3 separate regions of the Sus scrofa genome follow, and all the other regions are linked to region 2. A link is a contact called in public Hi-C and HiChIP or PLAC-seq data. All regions are on one chromosome and are shown on one strand. The core of a region is the stretch at or near the end of the contact, and the rest is flanking DNA. Distances in the headings are between cores, read along the strand shown. Region 1 overlaps LPP (lipoma-preferred partner). Region 2 holds the start of BCL6 (B-cell CLL/lymphoma 6). Region 3 overlaps LPP (lipoma-preferred partner).

Region 1 (3,528 bases), core at 536-3,035, 510 kb after region 2:
AGCTGAAGTATAAACAGAATCTTACTATTTTTCTTGGTTCTTTCAAAGCCTCTTTCTTCTTAGCAACAGTGACCTACTGTAGTGGAGGATTATTCATTTAAGCAGTAAATATTTATTCAGCACCTACTATATTCCAGGAACTCTTCTTGGTGCTGGTCAGTGAATAAAACAAAGTACTCTCAAGTTAACATTTGAGGGATTTAACGGGAATATTATTTTTTTAAAAAATGACTAGGCAGAAATATGCTTAAAGAAATAAACACCACTAACAAACAACATACCAGCTCTTTCCTTTGGCCTTTCTTCCTCTTTCTCTTGTCTCTTTTTTCTCTTTATAACCTGACTCAACACCCTTTACCCAGTCTTACCAAGAAGCCCATATTTTCTTCATTCCTTTCATTGTCTCCTCTTTTGTCTGCTTATGTGTAGTATGTGGAGTGCAGCAGATGAGCCTTGATGCTGGCTTGATCCCAACTTCGTGCTCACTCTATAGCTGACCTGTGTTGGTGATTCACTTCTGGGCATGGAGTGGTGGGTTGATGCCCATGTTGCCAATCAGAACTTGGAGGAGGGAAGGGTGGCTGGTGGCTCTGGGGCTTTTGGTTGCCCATCTAGCAGCACTGCAGTGTCAGGATCCTGCTGAAGAGATGAACATGGCTCCAAATCTTCAGCGCACTAGCTGTTAATCAGCTCAGAGGGGCCTTTCTCAGGAAGTCTTTCTTGATTATCTCCTTTCTTAATTCTTATCATGCATCTATGCCAGAATAGGAGCTCAGTAAATTTATTTATTTATTTATTTCTTATTTATTTATTTCTTTATTTATTTGCTTTTTAGGGCCATACTTGTGGCTTATGGAGGTTCCCAGGCTAAGGGTTGAATCAGAGCTGTAGCTGCTGGCCTACGCCACAGCAACACAGGATCCAAGCTGCATCTGCAACCTACACAATAGCTCACGGCAATGCCAGATCCTTAGCCCACTGAGCAAGGCCGGGGATTGAACCTGCATCCTCGTGGATGCTAGTCAGATTCATTAACCCCTAAACCATGACAGGAACTCCGAGCTTGGTAAATTTAGTTTCTTTCACTTCTCTGAAGTCTCATGTCTCTTTATTTGTGCTTGACTTAATGGCACTTGCTCTTTAATTTCATGGTTCTTGTGCCCATTTCTTACCCCCCTAGGAGGCATGGACCATTGCCATGTGTGTTGAAGTGTGTTAAATGAACTAGGGATGCATGGGAGGTGGGGACACATTTTCCTTTTATAAAAACTAAAACTACTTTCTTGTTTTGTGATGAAGATCTTGGAGCCACATTTAATATTAAATCTTAGATTTTAGTGGCTCAAATGCAGATGGCTAACCTCTCCATTGACTGAGTGGTTGAATTTTCAAGTGCTTCAAGTTCAAACCTGGATTTGAACTCAAGTCTGAGGTTTTTCAGATGCCTGATTATTTTTGGGTTGTTGTCATCCACCCCTAAACTAGATATTTGGGAATGGGACCATGATAATTCCCTAGTAGATACAAAGTAGACCTGGAGCTTTCTTCCCAGTTTCCATGATCATGACCCCCCTCTTTCATGCTTTACTTCTTGCCTTTTGTTTCTGTGCTGGATTTCAGCCCCCAGCCTCTCTGGTTAGCATGATGACTCATGTTTATAGCACATGTACTAAGTGTCAGGCATTGAGTAAATGACTTTCCATACTTCCTTTCATTTAATCCTCAAAGCCAGCCTGTGTAGTAGGTACTAATATTAGCTATGTTGGATGATGAGGAAATCAAGGTTTAGAGAGGTTTAAGTAACTTGACCAACATCACACAACATGTAATGGCAGGGCGGTTAGAAGCTAGATCTCTCAGACACCAGCTTTTGATTTCTAAATTATTCTATTCATTCCTCTTTTTCGTTCCTGCCCTTTTCTGCTCACCTTGCTTATGAGAGCCAAGGACCAGGTAGTGGCTGGGAGGAGTGCTCTGTCCTCATTTTGCCTATTGGCACCTGTAGCCAGAGCTCTTGAGTGTATGTTCTATTCTTCTGACCTCTCACCAGATTTAAATTGGCTTTCAGGGCTGAATTCACTGACAAGCACCTTCTAATTGGTTCATTGTTTTTCATGGTTTACTTGGTTTATTACCAGTGAGGGACAGCTTGACATTTACTTTCCTATCTGTTGGATTCTGATCTCCTCTCAGTGTTTCTCTACTCTTAGTAAAAGCTCTGTGACTGTAGATACAATGATAGCAAGTGCCTTTTCACATATCCACTATAATGTAATATATTATAGTAAGATCTAGAGGAATACTTGAGTATTTGGGAGTAGTCTAAGAAATGAGAGTGAGGTTTGGAGAGAGATGTGGCCTTCACATCTTCTGGTGGTTGATGGTGGGCACAGTCTAGCCCCCTTGAAATCACTGTGCTCTCCAGGGACCTGTCTCAGCCCGGAGCTTATATTATTGGTCCATAGCATTTTTATATTGCTTTATACTTGCAAAGTGCTTTCCAGTGATTTATTATCTGTTCTTGTTTTTAATAGTCCATAGGCAAGTTGATATCCAGCCTTCTGGGAACACAAATGCATAGAGAAGGCTCATCTCATCAGATATTATTGGATCTGGGGTCAGAACTCTGCACTCCTGGGATAAAGCCATTTGAGGTCATTGCCTCATGAGGATTAATAGGAGATCAAGTGGACTTAACTTTAGCTTCCAGTCTCTCAGGCAGAGGTGGAATGATGATAGCTATTTAAGGAAATTGCATGAAAGTCATTATCAAAAGATCAGGATTCCAGTTCTTACTCAGCTGTTGACCATCTGTATTAACCTTGAGTCATTGCTTTGCCTGTGTCTTGAATTCATTCTTTGGTAAAACAAAGGTTATCCTTCAAGTCCCTTTTAGATCCATCATTGTGTTAAGTGTAATTCTATGACTTTAGATCCCTTCTTTGGAAGGGGTAGTTGGTGAATTATGTGACAGGAGACATGGATATACATTCTCAGCAATTAGGGGATGTGCATTCAGAAAATGCTCACTTTCCCTCTTCTAGGATCCAAGGACACCCTGACAATGCTAAGCCTTCAGATTCATCTGATGAAGCACATCGTCTTCACTCACTATGAAACTGAAGTAGTGAGTGGAGCTGTTAGAGGAAAGGCAGACTGGAGCCAAGACCATTAATCCTGCATCTTATGGATGTTCTAGAAAGTAATTAGCAGGCTTGATTACCTCACTGGTTCAACACACGTTTTAGGGATGTGATGTAATGTGAGGAAACATTTAGTTGTCAGATTTTAGGTCTGTATCAAATTTATTCTTGCAGGAAAAGCTAGTTGTCCTGGCAACCTGAAATTGATTTTCTTTTTGCTCTTGTCAGCTGAAACTGTCCCCTTTGAATCATTCCTCTAATTTAATATAGAGACTCACCTGGGGACCAAATCGTTCCTGATGACAGGTAACCCCAGCAAATGGTTCCTCTTTCCTACCTGAGCCACAGACTATAGTTTATCTCTGCCTTCACCCCACGTCGTTCT
Region 2 (3,234 bases), core at 333-2,832:
CAATGCCAGAGAGTCATTAAGCACTTTCCACACACTGTCTTGTGTTCCTTACAACCTTGCCAAGGATAGTAGACTCTCTCCTTGTCTCCCTTTACAAATGGGGAAACTGAGATCAGAGGAGTCAAGTGATTTTCCCAAAGTCACAGAACCTGGATTCCTTTTAGTCTTAACTTCATGGATTACCAGAGCTAAATTTAGCACTCATTTGTAGTAACTATTTTAGTCTCTATCTTTGGGATAAGCATTTTCCTTCTTGTTCCAATACATTACCCTTAATTTTAAATTCTTAGTGTTTGTTTTAGAAGCCAGTTGGGTGTTGATAACAAATAAATAAAATGACGCCTGCCATCTATGGTTTACTGACTCTCTAAAAGTCCATAGACTATTACAAGATCCATATTCCAAGGAGAGCCAAGTCAAAGTCAAGCCATGCCTCCAGGAACCATGATGTCTGGAAGAGGAAAGAGCACTCAGTTAGAGGCCAGAATTCTCGACTGACATCTGAATTCTGCTCCTTCTGAGCGAGCAGCCAGAAATGAACTGGACTTCACCCCGTAAGTAGCTATGCAACCTTGGGTAAGTTACATCACTGCTCTGCACCTTGCTTTCCTTATCTGCCCAGCACGAAACATGCTGTCTATCTTACAGGGTTGTGGCAGGAATGAAAATGTAAAAGGGACAGAATGATGCCTGGCACATGGTAAGCACTTGGTGAGCATTATCTATTCTTTTTATCTCTCTATAAACCTCTGTTCTCTCTGCTGGTAAAAAAAAAAAAAAAAAAAAAAAAAAAGTGCTCGTTGTAGGTGTTGAATAAGCCTCTACTAGCAATTGGGATCCTTGGCTCTACATCAGTTCACCTATGAATGTCTTCATTTTATCATCTACAAAACAGAGCTAGTCATGCCACCTACAACACAGGCCACTAGGAAGATCCAGGGAGATGATGTAACATAAAACTGCTCTGAACCCTTGGAATACTTGTCAATCACTTTCACCAACTTACATATGCTCTGAAAGACCTGTGGAAGTATAGTCACGGCATAAAATAAAAATCACAGGAAAATAAAAGAGCAAAAGATTTCAAATTAACTTGCTTAAAATATTTTATAACTCTCTTTCACTTTTCATTATTTCACTGGTTCACTGAAGTCATTCACCAGATTTGCCCCAAACACATCTCTGGAGATGGTATATGATTTCTTCTCCTCTATTCCCACCGAATAGAAATGCTTTCTTTTCTAAAAGTGTGGTCATTCATTTGCTTCCTGGGAACCCACCCTGCCAGGACAGTGCTAAAGATCTGGAGACACAGGAGACGTGATCCCAAACCCGGAATGGGGCCCCCACGCTCCGCACTGGCAGCCGGCACTAGCATACCCCTTACAGCCATCATCTGCCTTCTGCTTCCAGATCCCTCACCTGCAGGCCATGAGGACCGTCTTATGGGCTCTAAACTGCTCTCGGCTCACCACTATGACAACATCAGTCAAGATGTCGCGGCTCCGGAGGCGATTAAGGTTGAGAAGAACGTCGCTGGCATGGCGGGTGAACTGGATACAGCTGTCAGCCGGCGAGGCCATTTTTCCTTCACCTGAAAGAAAAGGTTAAAATCCTGTTACTCCTCCAGGACCTAGTTCCTTCTTCCCAGGAGTGTCAGAGCAGGTGGGCCAGCCTGCTCCCTTGTGTTTGCTTTTGAACAGTTCATGACCCATGTCTGGACACTGCTCTCCACGTCTATAAAAATGAGATAATAATCTTTATCCAATTTGTTAATAGAAACCCCTATAAGGGAAAGAGGAGGGAATGAATATTGGATGAATGTTTTCGGTTTGTTTGTTTGTTTTTTTTTTCCCAGATACCAGCATTGAGAGGCAATGAGTATGACAGAGGAGAGAAGGCACGCTTTGAAGGTTAGCATGTTGGCCATACCTTTTGCAAGCTGTGTGACTTGGAGCAGCTTGTTTTATGGTTTCTGGGCTTGAGTTTCCCCCAAATGGGAGTAGTAATACCCATGGGGTTGTAAAAATTAGTGGAATTTCTCATAAATCACAGCTATTCTCATCAGTATCTCATTTCATTATCCTAGCTACCATCTGTCTCTCCTCTACCAGGCTTCAGAATTATTTGAATGTATCTTGAGCACCAAGCACATTGCTGGTACACAGTAGGTGGTGAAATTAGCGTGAACCAAGAACTGAGTAAGGAAATGAATGATCACACAACAGTGTTAAGATAGTCCAATGCCAGGGTAAAGGGGTTGGGGGCAGGGCTGGCTGTGATGGAGAGGCAACACACTCTCCTTTATCTCATCTAAGGAAAAGTGGCACTGTTCACAGAAACACACGCATTGGCAAATTTGAAAGAAACAGTTTCTCCACAAAATTTTAAAGCATATAATTCAATTTACTTACCCAATGCCTTGATTCACAGTCCAAAATTTTGCTTAAAACCTGCAGGGAAGAGAAAAAAGCAAACAGAAATTGATTTAATGAATGTAAGATTGTCCACTATAGTCTTATTTTAGGACACACATATTTAGTTTTACTTTGATAGCTGCAGCCTGCCAGCTGGTGCGGTTTTACCACAAGCTAGCACACATTTTTTCCAGCTCGGCTCTTACGGAAACAACAGGCACTCGAAGCTATGCAATAATAATGTTTTTTACCCCGAGTATTGGGAATACGATTTCATACATCCATACACACACACACACACACACACACACACACACACATGTATTTCTTTTCTCAAAGTAAGAAATGTATGCCGTTGGGTTTATGGTAAAGAAAAAAAAAAAGAAAAACTATTCTTTCGATATTAATGAGAATGATCCTTCAGAGGCCTAAAAACTCAGGCCACTTTTCAAAATCTGCTAAAATATTATCCTTCAAGTCTTCAAATGATTCCACAAGGCCAACAGGGTCAATCTCTTTATCCCTATTTCACTGATGACAAAACTGAGACTTGGGTTCAAATGGCTTGCTCAGGACAAACAGCCAGGCAGCATTTCCTGACTGTCAGGAAACACTTAAGACTGAATAAAGAATCTGAATACAACCTGAGATGACATATCTACTCTTTTCTCCAGAATATTTGCCCCCCACCCCCACCCCTGCAAAGTTTCCTCTCCCAAGCCTCCTGGGGCTAAGATCAAATCTAGTGCTACAAACTTCCAAGTTTGTGCTTCCCCCTGCTGGTGAAAGATTTGACTGTGTGGTTTAGCTGAGAACT
Region 3 (3,515 bases), core at 106-2,605, 990 kb after region 2:
TAGCACTGTCTTGGTCTATAGATGATGTCCATTAGTTGTTTTGAATTAAGGAACAATAATAATAATAACATTTAATGTTTTCCAGTTTATAAAACATTTCCAATGTAAATGTGAGCTTTGTTGTACAGGGTTTTTTGTTGTTGTTGTTTGTATTTTGTTGTTATTGTCTAATAGGAAATCAAGGCTCAGAAAGCATAAGGGGCTTGCCCAAAAACACAGCTGGTTAGAGGAATTTTTTTTTTTTTTTTTGGTCTTTCTGTCTTTTTAGGGCCGCACCTGCGGCATATGCAGGTTCCCAGGCTAGGGGTCCAATCGGAACTGTAGCCACTGGCCTATGCCAGAGCCACAGCAACACAGGATCTGAGCCGTGTCTGCGACCTACACCACAGCTCACAGCAATGCCGGATCCTTAACACACTGAGCGGAGGCCAGGAATTGAACCCTCAACCTCATGGATGCTAGTCAGGTTCACTAACTACTGAGCAATAACAGGAACCCCGGTTAGAGGATTTGAATGTAAGACTTTGTGGCTCTAAACTTTGTCATTTAAACTGGAGCATCTGTTAGTTGCTTATCACATCCTTGATTTCTGCCGGGGTAGAAGGTATTTTTAAATTTTGTAGGGAAGGGAGAGCTTTGATTTCTATACCCTTGTCAGAGGTATTTTTCAAATTCAAGGACTTTTGGTAAATTTGAAAGCAATTCTTTGCATTTCTAGGAGCTGGATTAGAGCAGTATTTCTTTGGAGCATTGCAATTTATTTCTCCAAAATGAATCTGCAGTAGGTGTGGAAATGGGTATCTGTGAGGACCAGAACTTAGGCAGCAAATGAAACCTCTTGACGGGTTCCCAGCAACAGGCTTATTTTGTATCCAAGTCTAGAAGCACAAGCGGGAGAAAGGAGGCTTTGGTGAAGTCAATGATGTCCCCACATCATCTGTAAGGTCAGAGAAAGAGCTCAAGCTCCGAGTTCCTAGTCTCCAGACAGATTCTCCAGCCACTTGGACAGAGTCCTATAGAGGTCTAGGCTTTTGGTAAAAGTCCACCGCTTCTACCTGTTTCTCCCTTCTAGTGATTAAACCTTGTCCTCACTGCCTCCCTGAGCTCACCACCATTGCTCCACATCCATCCCACCTCAGTGTTGCTTGGGTGCCTTCCGTCACATCATTCTGTTTCTGGATCCATATCTTTATCAAAGGGGACCCATTTGTTTCTTTCAGAAATGCTCCTAAAAATTTTCCCGTATTTGACTAAGTGTCCCAGTCATAAAGCCCTTTCCAGTAATCCCAGTACTGGGCAACCAGTTCCAGTAATGGAGGAGACACTTCCAGCTGTTAAGCAATGGTCATCCTTCCAAAGGAGATTGAGCAATCCCTTTTTTTCAAGTTATATTTAAAGCATGACTCCAGAAAGGCTGGAAGGCTCTCTGGATTCTGACAGTGCTGTAGAGCTTTTAGGGGAAAGGGCTGTGAAACTGGTCCTGGATAGAACTCTCAGAGAGAGGTAAACAAGGTTTTCACTTTCTTCATTATGTAAAATCACTTTAACAGTACTTATCAAGGTTTTGTGAAAATTAAATAGAAATTTTTGAGACAGTGGCTGCTGCCATTCATGAAACATAGTCAGCCCTCAGCAATATGTATTTCATTAAAAGGAAGGTAGGCACTTGAGAGCTATCCAAAGAGACTGACTCACTGTGTTAAACAGGAGCATCTGGCCACTGGAAGGAAAGGAGCAGCAGAAGGACTCCTGTCAAGGAAAGGGGAGTGGAGATTGTGACCTATACCAGTCTTTTCAGCATGAAAGTGGAACCCAGGAAAAGGACCTAGTTATCCATAAACCCAGGGCATGCTTACACCAACAGCCCACATGGTGTATCCTGTCTTCCATGTGCCCTGGATGGAAATAATATGGTAATACCAGCCAATGCCTTTTGCATTTAAAGGGTGCTTAGCTTTTCCATGCAATTGCAAATTCACATCAGGAAATATCAAGATGAAAAATCCAAACTCACTTTCTCGTGACATTCAGGACCATTCTTGTCACTTGGCTCAGTTTCCATGTACCTGAATTGAAGGCTGCAAGGCAGTATACAGACATTGAATCAAAGAGAAATCAATTTGAACCCAGACTCCATTACTCTATACATTTATTCAGTTCTCTAAAGCAAGTGTATAAAACGAGGTTGATAGTACTTACTGTGTTGGACTCTTGGGAAGATTAAATGAGTTCAGGTAGGTGTCAAGCACAGTGTCTGCCTCCTAATAGATGTTTAATAAATGCTAGCTGTACTATTACTGAGATTCACTCTGAAGACATTTATCATCCCTTACCTCCTCTGGAAAATAGATTATATAAATATATCATAAGAATTTACATCATAACGTCTTTCTTCAGTCTTTTGCTTTTCTCTTCTGTCACTGTCTCCTGGCAAGGCTGTAATCTCAATGAGCCCACCCACTTGTGTTTTGCTCACCCACCAAAGCAGTTGAACATTGCAGGAGAAAAGCACAGAGCCAGGAATATTGATATCGTGATAAATTGTGACCAACTTTGACCCCAATCACAGCCTACATTCTTACACACTGCTCTCAGCTGTTACCTACAGCCTCCACTCTACCCCAGTTTCTGACTGCCCTCCACCCCCACTCCCTCCTCCAGGGACGACTGCCTCATTCTCCACAGTGAGAATGAAAGGCACAGGGTGACACTCCCTCAGCTTGTGCCGTCAAATTTACTCCTGTCCTCTCCATTCCTTCTGTTAGAGTAGCAGAAGAGCCCGTCAGCTTATCAAATGCCAATTAGTGTAAACGTACTCTGGGTCTAAAGGTGTTCTGATCCTGTTTCCCCTGTCTTCTCAGGACCCTCACTCCATAGGTCATCCATTCTTCATCCTGAATCTTCTAGCTATTCTGGATTGGATGCTTCTCATCAATGCCCATTTGTGTTCCAGCGTGGCATTTATTTCCCCTCCATTGACTCTATGCATTATCTAGCAGTTGCATTATCTCTTCTTCAAAGCCAGACTCTAGAAAGTTTTTCATTATATACAGTGCCTCCTTTTCCTTACCTCATATTCAGGCTTTCTTCCTGCCTGGCTTTTCTCTCTAGCACTCCTATCCTGGCTGAGGACATCTGTGACTTGGGACTTACATGTTTTCAAAATGAGGGTCAATATCATTGTTCATCTGACCTGACATCTCAACGAGGGGTTGGACATTTCATCTTTAAAAGGTTATCTTCCCAGCTTCCCTGGTATCTCTAGGTTTCTGATCTTTTTATTTATCTGCTTTGTAGATTTTTGTTGTTGTTATCTTGTTCCTTCCTCCATGTCCCCTAAATTGTCTAGCTTTTCTTGGCTACTTTTCTCCCTCAGTTCTCTCTGTAGTCAAAAGAGCCCTCATAAGTGTCCAGGTACCATCAGTATACTGACATGTCTTAAATACGAACCTTGATGGTGTTGTTGATGGATATGGAGAAGAGATGAGTGATCATTAGGGCTTAGGGTTGAAGGG

Evidence for each region. Hi-C and Micro-C count contacts between places; a contact is called where the count stands out from the background. HiChIP or PLAC-seq counts read pairs in DNA pulled down with a chosen protein or histone mark.
Region 1: a contact with region 2 is called in a Hi-C map of skeletal muscle, with 4 times the contacts expected there. The contact joins the enhancer-like site here to the promoter of BCL6 in region 2. A contact is called at or near these places in 2 of 5 promoter capture datasets (fetal liver and skeletal muscle), 9 of 47 Hi-C or Micro-C datasets (embryonic fibroblasts, epiblast stem cells, fetal skeletal muscle and 3 more) and 2 of 2 datasets of contacts at active chromatin or transcription factors (alveolar macrophages and skeletal muscle).
Region 3: a contact with region 2 is called in an H3K27ac HiChIP or PLAC-seq map of alveolar macrophages, with 14 times the contacts expected there. The contact joins the enhancer-like site here to the promoter of BCL6 in region 2. A contact is called at or near these places in 4 of 5 promoter capture datasets (fetal liver, fetal skeletal muscle and liver), 10 of 47 Hi-C or Micro-C datasets (embryonic fibroblasts, fetal heart ventricle, fetal skeletal muscle and 5 more) and 2 of 2 datasets of contacts at active chromatin or transcription factors (alveolar macrophages and skeletal muscle).

What each region holds. Positions count from the first base shown.
Region 1 is chr13:125,900,351-125,903,878 of Sscrofa11.1, forward strand. All of the region lies in intron 2 of LPP (lipoma-preferred partner), which reads left to right. Among named protein-coding and RNA genes, the nearest start is that of LPP, 120 kb to the left of the region's middle. Within about 2 kb of position 1,786, at least 5 of the 83 cell types and tissues checked have an H3K27ac peak or open chromatin away from gene starts, as enhancers often do. A contact at or near this core is called in alveolar macrophages, fetal skeletal muscle and skeletal muscle, where this site is marked.
Region 2 is chr13:125,388,281-125,391,514 of Sscrofa11.1, forward strand. BCL6 (B-cell CLL/lymphoma 6) reads right to left here and starts at 1,583. Exons shown (of 8, transcript NM_001315701.1): 1 at 1,423-1,583. The coding sequence starts at 1,583.
Region 3 is chr13:126,377,681-126,381,195 of Sscrofa11.1, forward strand. All of the region lies in intron 8 of LPP (lipoma-preferred partner), which reads left to right. Among named protein-coding and RNA genes, the nearest start is that of MIR28, 97 kb to the left of the region's middle. Within about 2 kb of position 1,356, at least 9 of the 83 cell types and tissues checked have an H3K27ac peak or open chromatin away from gene starts, as enhancers often do. A contact at or near this core is called in retroperitoneal adipose tissue, skeletal muscle and subcutaneous adipose tissue, where this site is marked.